Regions from separate parts of the Triticum aestivum genome. Here region 1 is linked to region 2. Evidence: chromatin contacts called from public Hi-C data. All regions are on one chromosome and are shown on one strand. The core of a region is the stretch at or near the end of the contact, and the rest is flanking DNA. Distances in the headings are between cores, read along the strand shown. Region 1 holds the start of LOC123165967 (ABC transporter G family member 42). Region 2 overlaps LOC123169569 (ABC transporter G family member 42).

Region 1 (6,581 bases), core at 261-2,760, 60 kb after region 2:
CGAGCTGTGGGGCAAAGGGAGCAAGGCTGGGCCGACTACGCCACCACGACGCGGGAGGGAGAGAGCTGGACCACCGCCCCGCGTTACTGACATGCGACCAGTCCCACGCTGCCTTGCTTTTGCTAGAGAGGGAGATCACCCCGCTGGCGGTGTCTAGGGGAGGAGGGGTACCTGGTCGGCGGCGGGGAGAGCTCTCCCGGGTCGCCCGCGGGGGAAATGACATGGGAGCGGTCGCATGGGTGGTCAAGCGGCTCTGATCCATATTAATTATCGTCACTTTAACAGATTTTAATATAAAGTTATATTAAATCAGCAACAACTATTATGAACCGGCGGGAGTACTATCATTTGGCAAAACCAAGGTTGCTCCAATACGTGTGAAGCAGATGACTCGTTATTCCGTCGTTTCTCAGCGAGTAAACGGCTTTTCATGCGGAGATCCCATTCGTAATCGCGAACCGCAAGCATCGCATTACGATAGGCATCATGCATACATATCTATATCTCCTTTTCGTAAGGGTGCTAAAAAAACGTGCGAGCTCCAGGCACACAGCTGCAATGTTTGATTATTCAGTTAATCGGGTTAGTGCAGCCCTCACTAAACTTTTTGCCAGCCTATGTTTTTCTAGCAGGTCCCTTCCCATTCGTTCGGCGAAAAGAAAACGTGGCCGTGCAGCACGTAGGGACCTTCGTCTATTCTGTTTCTACTTGGGCGATCCCCTGGGCACGCCTCTCACGGAGATGGAGTAGTACAGTTCTAATCATGCGGTGGCACCAAGAAGCGCGCGCTCCGCTCCGCTCATGCATGGCTCAGTGTCACCCGAGTGCAGCACCTACTACTCGAGATCCTGACCACCCCTGACGTGCATCGCACGCACAAGCTCTAGAGTCAAGAATCGCAACAGCAGCAGCCACAAACAAAAGCTCAACAACCGTTTTCCGTTCATATTAACATTGAAATGCTGGCAGGAGAAGGGCAAAGGTCCGCCTTGCAACATCGCGGCAACATACACCGTCCAGACGACCAATCAATCCCGGCGCTGTGCTCGGTACAGTAACTGAAGCCGACGACACGAAACTTTTGGTCGGCGCGCACCGCTAGAACCTCACACGCACGCAGCCATGGATGCACCGTGCACGCACCTCGCCGGGCCACGTACCCTGCGAGCCCCCGGCCGCCACCTACCGCGGCACCGGTTCGCGGGAGCGGGCAACGGGGCCGTTTCACCGTGCGCCGCACCGCCGCTCGGCTCGGCTCAATCCAACACGACGCAACACCCATCCCGCCGCAGTCAACCGTCGACCCCACCCGAGTAGAGGTTCGCCCCCACCAACCCACAAAGACCACCAAATGTGTCACACGGCGACGCACCACCTCGGGCCCGTGCCCGTAGTCGCAAAGCCGGGGAAAAGGCAGCGCGAGGGAGGAATCGCGGGAAATCACCGGCGCCAACCCCACGCGCGACCGCCCGCGTATAAAAGTGCCGCGCACCACCACGGCTGCCATTCATCCCCCCAGCCAGCGCCAGCCCACTCATCTCTTTTCCTGCTCCCGCTCTCATCACCGCGGCCCGGGCCGCCCCGCGCGCATGGCACTCGCCGCACACCACCAACTGCCGCACTAACGACGCGCACGCCACCGCGCAAGCGCAGCTCGCTGACTAGCCAGCTCCGACGTGCTTGTTCCAGTAATCGAAGGTGATCGACCGAGCTTCGGGCGCGATGGAGAAGGTGTGGGACTCGGGGCGGCGGATGAGCCGGAGCATCGGGCGGGGGATGGGGGTGGAGACGTGGGGCGTCGACGAGGCCTTCCTGCACGGCAGCGGCGGCGGGAGCAGGCGCGGGAGCAGGGGCCACGCCGACGACGACGAGGAGGCGCTGCGGTGGGCGGCCATCGAGCGCCTCCCCACCTACAGCCGCATGAGGACGTCCATCCTCCAGGCCGAGGCGGCCGCCGCGGCCGCCGACTCGCCACCAGCCGGGACGGCAGAAGGAGGCAAGCAGCAGCAGCAGTACAAGGAGGTGGACGTGCGGAAGCTGGCCGTGGGCGAGCGGCAGGAGTTCATCGAGCGCGTCTTCCGCGTCGCCGAGGAGGACAACCGGCGCTTCCTCCGAAAGCTCCGCGACCGCATCGACAGGTACGTACTACATTACCTGCTTTGTTCGCCAACAATTAACTACAAACATACGTAATCCACTTGAGCTGCCAGTTTGCAGTTACTCATTTTGTGTTTTGTATTCGTGTGCGACTAACAAAATACGTACAAAGTTGATTACGCATGCGATTTCGCTGGCTTAAAATTTTGGCCGTGGTAGAGCACTACGTGCAGGCGCACGCCATTGCATGTCACGGTTGTTGCATAATCTCAATCATTAGCTCTTTGCTTAATATAAACACTACAAGAACAACAACTCGTTGATCATGCCCACAACAAACATGTTACAAAACACTCGGAAAGGTACCTGTCAACTGCGCAATTGTGTACTCGATCAGGTAAAATCATGCTGCCGATTCCTCTATCAGATATCCCTCCCAAAACGAATACAATCCTCCATTCAGACCTTCTTGCAGAGTTATTCGTTGCATATAATACGTACTTCGAAATTTCAGACTTTAACCCGCCCGGGTGGGGGTAGGCTCCCGACCTTAATGCGGCCTTCCTTGGCTTTAGGAGAGCTCGGTTTTCACACGTGCTGTGCTGTGTCGATTGAAAAGTAAGAGTAATCTGCGGCCTTGGTGTGGTTGAAGCTGTACGCACAAGGAAAGGGATTGATGGCAATGTGGCACTAGACCTGCGGATGCCCGTTCACTTCTTTCCCTATCCCTGTTCGCGATATGTCTCCAGGGACTAATTAGTGGAGCAGATGCATCTGTCCAAATGTCGCTGCAGGTGAACAGATCCAAATCCAAGTACTGACTGAAACCAACTGCAAGGGCTTGCGTAATTTCGTCAGCAGACATGTGCATGACATCAGCACACCAACTGTTCTTTCTTGTTTTTGCTGATTAATCTGTGGAGTTAGTTAATTTTTGACCTCCACACAATTGGTGAGTGCAGTCTCCTCTTGTTATAACCTTTTTTAATTCGAATTGTGGATTAGGATCAACCGTGGTAGTTAGTAGTTGACTCAACAATCTATGGAGTTGTGCACTGGTAGCACTAGCTGCGTACGCTTTGGTTCAACCTTTGCAAATGAAAAATGGTATATGTGTTTTTTCTTTGCGGGAGAAAAAAAATGGTATATGTGTCAGCTCAAGTTTCTTCACATTTTGCTTTCGGGACAACAAATTTGCAATATTTTAGGGGTATAGCCGAGCATCTTTCTACTTTCTTGATACAAAATGATGCACTTTGTGTGAGATTCGAGATGGAAACATTCAGCCTGTCTCTGGTCCCAAAGGTTGCCTAAAGTTAACAGCCAAACCCACACCGCAGCCGGCTTTGCTCCCAACATGAATGAATGATGACATCACTAGGGCCAGTTTTTTTGGGCAATTCTTCGAGAATTGACCCCCTCCTCAGCTTCTCCCAGAATTGCCACTTCATCTTTTTTTATAATTCCTAGCTAGTTAAGATCTAATTAGCTAGGATTTGTAAGAAAATATAGAGTGGCAATCCTGAGAGAAGCTGGGGAGGGGGTCAATTCTCGAAGAATTGTCCAAAAGAACTGGCCCCTAGTAACCTAAGTCATTTCCTTTTCTGGTGTGACAACATAAAAAATAATTGTTGACGATGGAACATGATAAAATAGTTTATTTGTGTCCTCATACCTTACTAATTAGTATTATCAGGGTCCTCGTTGTAACTTCTCTTAACAAAGTACGATCTCAGTTTCGAATTACTTGTCGCAGAAATATATGTATTTAGATGTATTTTTAGTTCGAGATATATTCATTTATATCTATTTTCTGCTTGGGTACGGAGAGGGTATAATTATATAATTAAATCGACAATCCGAACTGAAAATGGCATGCATGCATGCAGGGTGGGCATCGAGCTCCCGACGGTGGAGGTGCGGTTCGAGCGACTGACGGTGCAGGCGCGGTGCCACGTGGGCAGCCGCGCGCTGCCGACGCTGCTCAACTCGGCGCGCAACATCGCGGAGGGCGCGCTGGGGCTGCTCGGCGTGCGGCTGGGCCGGCAGGCGACGCTCACGATCCTCAAGGACGTCTCCGGCGCCGTCCGGCCCTCGAGGATGACGCTGCTGCTGGGCCCGCCGTCGTCGGGGAAGACCACCCTGCTGCTGGCGCTGGCCGGCAAGCTGGACCCGTCGCTGAGGCGCGCCGGCGAGGTGGCCTACAACGGGTTCCCGCTGGAGGAGTTTGTGCCGCAGAAGACGGCGGCGTACATCAGCCAGACGGACGTGCACGTCGGCGAGATGACCGTCAAGGAGACGCTGGACTTCTCGGCCAGGTGCCAGGGCGTCGGCACCAAGTACGGTAAGTACACCAACCCTTCACCTAGCTAGCTAGGTAGGTAGCTGGCTAGCTGTGCATGGATTGCGTGGAGAATTTTAATCCATGGCCTTGCTGGCTTGGCTTTTGGAGGACTAGTGGTGAATGATTGAGGATTTTGAATGATGGGGAGACAAATATATTCTGATGCAGATCTCCTGACCGAGCTGGCGAGGAGGGAGAAGGAGGCCGGCATACGGCCGGAGCCGGAGGTTGACCTTTTTATGAAGGTAAGCTTTCCTAACATCTTGGCATGCAAACTCTTCGCAGTTTGTAGGCTCAACTTAACTACCGGAGAGAATATTCAGTGGAAACCAAGTTACTACCATGCAAATCGGCGAAACCACATAAACTATATTGTGAAGTCTTGAAAAAATCTCAGAAAAAATAGAGCATGTAGAAGAGATGGTTTTGCATGGACATAAATCAACAATGAATAGTGACATTTAACATCCCATGCATATTTCTTTGAGAAATTTTCAAAACTTTCAAACATGATTTCCATTGCAACTTGTTTTTCACCGGAGGATATTCTCTCCAACCACCGAACCCGAAATGTCCCTAAAGCTAGAAATGGAGGCCCATTTTTCTTGGAACGAAATGACACTTGCGTGAGACATGTACGAGCAGTACGATCGGCAGGTACGCCGGCCGACGTGTTCTCGGATGGTTCACAAAAAAGGGAAGTGTCTTATGAAATTGACTTGTTTTAATCACGTGTGACAGTACTACAGTAGCCAGACATGCTTTGGTTCCAAGCTTCATTTACTTTCTCTGTACCGTGCACATCGATGACGCATTCACTGTCTGTCTCCAGGCCACGTCGATGGAAGGAGTCGAGAGCAGCCTCCAGACGGACTACACCCTCAGGGTACGTACGTACGCACGCCTTTCTGAATGTTTCCTCACTGACGTAGTAGTATGAAGTTGCAGTTTTCTTGGTCTTGCTTTTTTGCCTGGCTGAAATTAGCACCGTGGCGAGGTTGGCGAGATGCTACAGCGACCACACGTTGACAGATTTGCACGGATCCAGAAAATGTTCCCCCTTTCTTGATCATGGCCATGGCCAGTTGTGTAGTGTACTCAAGCAAGGAACAATCCCAATCAATCATGGCCAGCACGGCACAACGCAGAGGTGGTGGTAGTGTAGTAGGCACGGTGGCGGCACACGGTCCGCGCGAACCAAGAGCACCAACCAAGCCGCTGCCACCTCCACTGGCTGACACGCACGCCGTCGTCGCAGCGAGGAGTAGTAGTTGAGGCTGAGCCAGCCAGAAGGATAAGCACTGCGCTCGAGTGGTGGCAGCGGGAGTCGGCAGCAGCAAGTAGGCAGTGGGTCGGCTCGCAGTTCGCTCGCCCCTTCTCCCTCTTTTGACTTGCCTGGAAAGCGCCGCTCCGATTTTCCACCGCCGGGTGGGGCCTCGCTGTGCCTGGCTTTGGGGACGGGGGGTTGGTGGATGGATGCACGCTCCGCCTCACCCTGATGATGATGATGGTGCCAATGGCGGGCGTCACCGGATCGGCGCAGGTGCAGGCGAATCGCACCCGCGGCCGGCAGCGAGATGCCCGTGACCTGTTTGCTGTTATGCCCGGCCAGAGCGGCTGCCTTTTCTTTGTCCCGCATCCGCATCGCGGGTAACGGTTCCTTTCGGGCCATCAACCCCCGGTTTGACCCCGGGTTAACGACGAGTGGCCTCAACGAAATGGAAATCTCGCCGTGCTTAACTTGACCGCGACGGACGTGGACGTGGACGTGATGATGAATTGTTTGTTTTTGACTGAGTTTGCGCCTTTTTTCAATCGGAGCAGATACTGGGGCTGGACATATGCGCGGACACCATCGTCGGCGACCAGATGCAGAGGGGCATATCCGGCGGCCAGAAGAAGCGCGTCACCACCGGTAATCTCCTCCTCATCATCATCACCCTGTCATGCTTATCTCATCATTATGTCATATATATATATTATTACAAGGTCTTCTAAATTTGCCGAACATGTTGGCCTTTCTAGAAGGCTACTGCGATGAGGTTCAGGTGTCTGTGCATACATACGGTTGCTGTGTCACATCCTGTGGTTCCTACGGATGAAGGGTGTGTGTGTGCCATTGGGATGTGCTTCAGGTCCA
Region 2 (6,480 bases), core at 804-3,303:
TCTTCATCTTTGATTCCTTAAACCTAATGTATCAGCATCTGAATTTTTGGTGCTTTGTGATGCAGCGGAGATGCCAATACTCTTAGAATGGTCATTGGAGCAATGTATACAGCAGTGATGTTTGTCGGCATCAACAACTGTTCAAGCGTTCAGCCAATTGTTTCAATCGAGAGAACAGTTTTCTACCGAGAGAGGGCTGCTGGGATGTACTCTGCAATGCCCTATGCCATTGCTCAGGTAAGAAAATAGTAAAACTGAAAAGCTAAAGTAGCAAGATTGTCATTGGCTTCTTCAGGTATCTCAAGCCTTGTGTGTTGCTTCAGGTTGTCATGGAGATACCTTATGTCTTCGTCCAAGCCTCGTATTACACCCTTATCATATACGCGATGATGGGCTTCCAGTGGACGGTTGCCAAGTTCTTCTGGTTCTTCTTCGTCTCCTACTTTTCCTTCCTCTACTTCACCTACTATGGGATGATGACTGTATCAATATCACCAAACCATGAGATTGCAGCCATCTTCGCCGCAGCTTTCTATTCCCTCTTCAACCTTTTCTCTGGATTCTTCATCCCAAGACTGGTAAGTTCTGTTTCTTGATTAGAATATTGTTGCAATCCCTTCTCTTTCATAAGACCAATTACTTAGTTTCCTCTTACTTTGTTCAGAAAATACCCAAATGGTGGATCTGGTACTACTGGATTTGCCCATTGGCATGGACAGTTTATGGGCTCATAGTGACACAATATGGAGACCTGGAAGAGACCATCTCTGTACCAGGCCAATCAGACCAGACAATCAGTTACTACATAACTCATCATTTTGGATACCACAGGAGCTTCATGGCGGTCGTTGCACCGGTGCTTGTGCTCTTTGCAGTGTTCTTCGCGTTCATGTATGCTCTCTGCCTCAAGAAGTTGAGCTTCCAACAACGATAGTAGGAACTGAAAGCCAACAGACAAGATCTCGGAAGGCAATATGGCTGATTTTTTCCGGAACCAACTCCTCTTTTGTACTTCCATGTTTGCCGGTGTAAGTATGGATGTAGTTTTTTTTTTTTGGATTACAAATAGATACACAAATATGGTGAGGACGCACACAACCTTCCAGGCTTGTAAGAGCAACTCTTGCAGGTTCTGTACAATCCCATTCTGTATAATGACTTTAGAGTGCACTGTAAAATATTTTTAGAGACCTTGGAGTGCTGCTAGATCCAGATTCCGCAAAACTACAGTCTATAAAATTTCTTACATTTGGAACCCACTAGTAGTGAGTCTCCGTTTCCTCACCTCCTCTTCCGCTTCACTCTCTCTGACCCCGCCCCATTACCGCAACGGCGGTAGCACGGGCATGCCGGGGACACCGTCGTGTCCTGTAGGAGCCGCGCATGGCCATATTGACATCCGCTCGCACGTTTTCACCGGATGTGGCTTCACGAAGAAAATCTACTTCCGGAGCCCCAAATGCGGCTAGAAGCGGAAAAAAATCTTGTACGACCGGGTCGCACGCAACCGATCGGGAGACCCACTCCCGCTTGCGCCAACTGGCAGTACGAATCTTAACGCGGTGTTCCCAGATTTCCTGGTTCCAGCCCACCCCGTCTCCCACGTCCCACACCCCGGCCTTTCAGCATGTAATCTGATTGTCTTCCAACAGAATCACATCTTGTCTCTTCCATCTCGCTGGCGACGGCGTGGCATGGCGCAGCCCGACGACGGCAACGAGTCACCGGCAGCGCCGCGAGTGTGCCCGGGGAGCATTGCCATGGACGGCGGCAGGACAAGGGTAGATGGGTTGTGCCGCGACTTGTGTCGCCGGAATACATGGCGGATGCCGGCGGGGATAGAGTGCCGTGAGCAGGCCGGCGGGGATAGAGTGCCGTGAGCAGATGCGATGCGACGGTGCCGCGACCTGGGCCGCCAATGAAAGCGGCCGTTCCAGGCGGGAATGGAGCACGCCGAGCAGAGGAGTTGCACCCAGCGTCGAGGAGCACGCCGACGGCGTTGTGGTGACCAGTCGGGCGGACCACACCGGTGACAGGAATATGGGTAGTTGGAGAGATTGGGCATTGACCTGGGCTAGGGATTTGATAACACGCTCAGTTAAGTTTGGGATAAGGTGACAGTGCGCTGAGATTCGTATTGCCAGTTGTCGCAAGCGGGAGTGGGTCTCCCGATCGGCTGCGTACGACCCGGTCGTACAAGATTTTCCCGCTAGAAGCATTCATAGTGTGATGAAACACACAATGTGTAGCACGCTGTTGGGGCTCAAGTGATGGAGCTGGATGCCATAGAAGAAGAGGGGCCCCGCACAAAATTGTGTAGGGGAAAGGAAATACTCCCTCCGTTCCGAATTACTTGTCGCAGGTATGGATGTATCTAGATGTATTTTAGTTCTAGATACATCCATTTCTGCGACGAGTAATTTGGAACGGAGGGAGTACCTCAATCCACAAAGGGGAGGTCAAGGACGTGCTCGTTCCCTTGTGGAGCCTACGCCATCTCGCCGCCGTACACCCTCCAACGATTTTGAGCGTGCGCAAGTATCAAGCCCGCGCGGGAGTACTTCACCAACCGGCTATCGTCCACTGAGGGCAGCCAATTGCCCTTCCTTCAATCAATTAGGAGGATGACGATGACATCGGGGGCGGTGTGACGCCCCGATTCAATCGTACACTAATCATACACGTAAATATGTACGATCAAGATCAGGAGCTCACAGGAAGATATCACAACACAACTCTAGATATAAATAAAATAATAGAAGCTTCATATTACAAACCAGGGGTCTCGAGGGCTCGAATACAAACGAGTCAGCGAAAGCAACAATATCAGAGTACAGACATAAGTTAGACAAGTTTGCCTTAAGAAAACTAGCACAAAAATAAACAATGATCGAAGAGGCAAGGCCTCCTGCCTAGGACCTCCTAACTACTCCTAGTCGTCGGCGGCCTCCACGTAGTAGTAGGCACCCTCGGGGTAGTAGTAGTAGTCGACGGAGGTGGCATCTGGCTCCTGGGATCCGCCAACTGGTTGCAACAACCGGAAAGAAATAAGAAGAAGGGGGACAAAGGGTAGCAAAGTAACCGTGAGTACTCATCCAAAGTACTCGCAAGCATCAGATCTATACTAAGTATGCATTGGTATCAAGGGAAGGGATGTATCTGTGGACTGAACTGCAGAATGTCGGAATAGAGGGAAATGCCTAGCCTATCGAAGACTAGCATCTTCAAGTATCTTCAAGCATCTTGCAGCATTCAGAAGAGTATATAATAGCATTTTATAATTTAACAAACATGTTGTAATATTAACGCCCAGAAATCCTTCCTCGGCTCCCTGCGAGAAAGCAATCCCGGAGCCAGCATATCCATCTCATGTCTCAAGTATCCATTTCTAGTTGTAATAGATCAGGATACAAATCCGAGCGCCCGTGCCGTGGACACGGCTATTCGAATAGATAACTTCCCTGCAGGGGTGCACCACATTACCCAACACACTTGATTACTCTGGTCGGACACACTTTCCTGGGTCAATGCCAGGCCTCGGAAGACCAACACGTCGCAGCCCTACCTAGGCTCAGCAAAGAGGTCCCCGCCGGTCTACATCCTAAGCACTCCGGGGTCTTGGGCACATCGCCCGTTGCACTCCGGGTCGTTGTGCGATGAGCCGGGACGAGCACCACCTCATCCTGGATGGCATTAGCCCGACAGGCCCACAATGCTGAACTGGACGTATGACAAAGCTTCGGCTGATACCACGACACCGAGTGCCCATAACTGTTCCCGCGTGGTGGTTAGTGCGTATAGGCCAGTGGCTAACTCAGATGAAATACCCAAACCTGTTAGTGCATTATTAAAAGAAGTGATGGCTGTTGGGACAAGTCCGGAGCTACCATCCCCTCCTGGGTGATACCGCTAAACAACCAACCGCCACCGTAACAACTCACGGGTGCTCTCCGGGCCCGCCCGACTTTCACAGGTATCTCTCGCGGGTGCTTACTGGGCCCGCCCGACTTTAACAAAGGTCTGGAATAAATTCAAGGTAACCGTGTGTCCAAACATCAAGGGGGAAAACCCGAGGAATCGCCCTCGATGTAATCCTCAAGGCGAACTTGGAGGAATCACCCTCAAAGGGTTCACATTTGAGGTGTTGCACGACAGAGTCGTATCGGGAGTGGTGAAGGAGGAATCACCCTCGAAAACCACGACCGATTAGCTACACTACAGAGTTATCATCAGGAGTGTGTTACGAGGTATCACCCTGGGCACTCGATAGTAGCTCTGTAGAGCCGAGCAACTAAAGGGGGGTGATGTGATGTGTCGGGCTCTGGTCGTCAATCACGTTGATCGAGTCATCGGTCATCAAGCCGGGGCAACTGGGACAAGGAGAGGGGTCACTGATGGATCACTAACCAACCTATACTAAGCAGTTTAGAATAAGCAGGTAAGGTACAATGAGCAGGTTACAAAAGCAGGCTATGCATCAGAATAGGAGCAATCAATAACAGTAGCAAAATCTAATGCAAGCATGAGAGAGAATGGAATGGGAGATATCGGAATGATCAAGGGGGTTTGCCTGCCTAGAAGCTCTGTTGAAAGGGAAGAAGGGTCGTCGGTGACGTAGTCGATCACAGTGGCATCAACAGCGGTCTCGGGGTCTACCGAAGAAGAATAGGGGGAAGAAACAGTAAATACAAAGTACACAGATGCATCACTAAGCATGACATGACGAAACGCGATGCTAGGGGTGTTCTAACGCAGTTACACGCTACCAGCGAAGGGGGAAAACATCCGGGAATGTTTTCCCGAAGTTTGGCATTTTTCGAACAGATGAAAGAGAGGGGACGGTTCCATGTTCTCTATGGTAGGGACGTGTGGCGGACGAACAGAGAGCGTATTCGGATTCGTCATATTTTTCTGAGCAACTTTCATGTACAAAGTATTTTTCATTCGAGTTATGGATTATTTTATATTAATTTTCAAAGTTTTAAATCATTTGTGGAATTAAAAAGATTTAAATTAAATCAAATATGGGTTTACTACATCAGCATGACATCATCATGCCATCCGCAGTCAACTGAGTTGACCAGGGTCAACCCTGACGTGTGGGGCCATTCTGTCATCGATTGATAACTAATTAACAGGATTAATTAAGTTAATTAATTGTTTAAATATTATTTTTTTTAATTCTTTTTTTAACATTTACATTTAGTTTTTTTAACTACAGGCTCATGGGCCTCGCCTGTCATCTGCCCAGGAGGTTAGCGGGCGGGCTAATCGGGTGCCGGGAGCGTGGGCGCTCGACGCGCGCGGGCGGGGCGCCGGCGAGGCGCGAGCCATAGGCGGGCAGAGCAGTCGGGGCGGCGACCGGAGGTGGTGGCGCAGTGGCCGATGAGGGGGTGCGGGGAGCGGGGGCACGACCCTAGGCGGAGGCGTGCGTGACGAGCTGCGGGCGGAGGCGAGCAGGGCAGCGCTACAGGCGGAGGCGGGGCACGGTAGCGGCAGCGGCAGGAGACGCAGTCGGGAGGACAGGGCACGACGGCTGTGGAGGTGGGTGCGGGGTGGCTCGCTGGGAGCAGCCGGGGCGCGGTTGGGGACGCCACAGGCGGTTGCGGCGGCGAGCAGCGGTCGGCGCGGGCGCCGGTGCGAGCGCGCACGTGCGGGCACGCAAGCGGGCGCCGAAGCGCGGCTGCGGGCGAAGCGCGACAGGGGGAGGCGGAGCCATGCCGCGGCGGGGCTTGCAGGGGGCGCGAGGGGAGAACGGGGGCAAGCGGTAGTCGGCGCGGTGAGCGGGCGCTGCGGGAGCAGAGAGTGGGAAGAAGAGGAGGTCGCGGGCCTCACCGACGATGCAAGGGATCGGGGCGTTGAGGCTTGAGGACGCGGGTCGGGGAAGAGGTGACGACGTCATCGACGGGGTCCTCGACGGCGGGGTCGGGCCGTGCGCCCTGGGCGCGGGTGGGTGCCTATCTAGATCGGGAGGGAGCAAAGGAGAGGGGCGGTGGCGAGGTGGTCGGGGCTCGCTGCCCCGATCTCGATCCAGATGAGGAGGGGGGAAAGATCGTGGGGGGAGGGGGAGGTGGGGTAGTGGCCTAGGGTTACGGTGGGGTTTGCGGGGAATAAGGGGGGCGGCTGGGCCGGCCTGGCTGGTTGAGGCCAGCTAGGCCGAGGCCGAGTGGGGAAAACCGGGGGGGGGGGGCTTTCTCTTTTTTTTTTTGCTTTGCCTTTTCTATTTTTCTTTTTCTGTTTATTTGTTTTACTATCTTATTTTCTATTTATTTAGTTAGAAAATATCTAAACAACACCTAAATTAGTGTTTTAGTTTAACCCTCTGCCACAAAAAGTTTCACACATAATTAAAATAGTTTGATATTTTAGAAAGTATAAAAGGCATTTATTTAATTGTTTTAGCTACTGTTTTATTTATTTGGGTGCATTTAAATGTTTTATAAAAGTGTGGTTTCTTCACCAATAATACTCATGAATTAT

The links. A called contact is a pair of places that touch in the nucleus more often than the background predicts.
Region 1: a contact with region 2 is called in a Hi-C map of leaf, with 5 times the contacts expected there. The contact joins the promoter of LOC123165967 here to the enhancer-like site in region 2. A contact is called at or near these places in 3 of 5 Hi-C or Micro-C datasets (leaf and an unstated tissue).

Annotation. Positions count from the first base shown.
Region 1 is chr7D:476,340,508-476,347,088 of IWGSC CS RefSeq v2.1, forward strand. LOC123165967 (ABC transporter G family member 42) reads left to right here and starts at 1,511. Exons shown (of 21, transcript XM_044583729.1): 1 at 1,511-2,138; 2 at 3,987-4,441; 3 at 4,610-4,686; 4 at 5,274-5,327; 5 at 6,266-6,356. The coding sequence starts at 1,723.
Region 2 is chr7D:476,280,283-476,286,762 of IWGSC CS RefSeq v2.1, forward strand. It overlaps LOC123169569 (ABC transporter G family member 42), which reads left to right. Exons shown (of 21, transcript XM_044587434.1): 19 at 66-237; 20 at 324-578; 21 at 665-1,259. The coding sequence ends at 934. Among protein-coding and RNA genes, the nearest start is that of LOC123169569, 20 kb to the left of the region's middle. Within about 2 kb of position 2,054, at least 1 of the 8 cell types and tissues checked has an H3K27ac peak or open chromatin away from gene starts, as enhancers often do. A contact at or near this core is called in leaf, where this site is marked.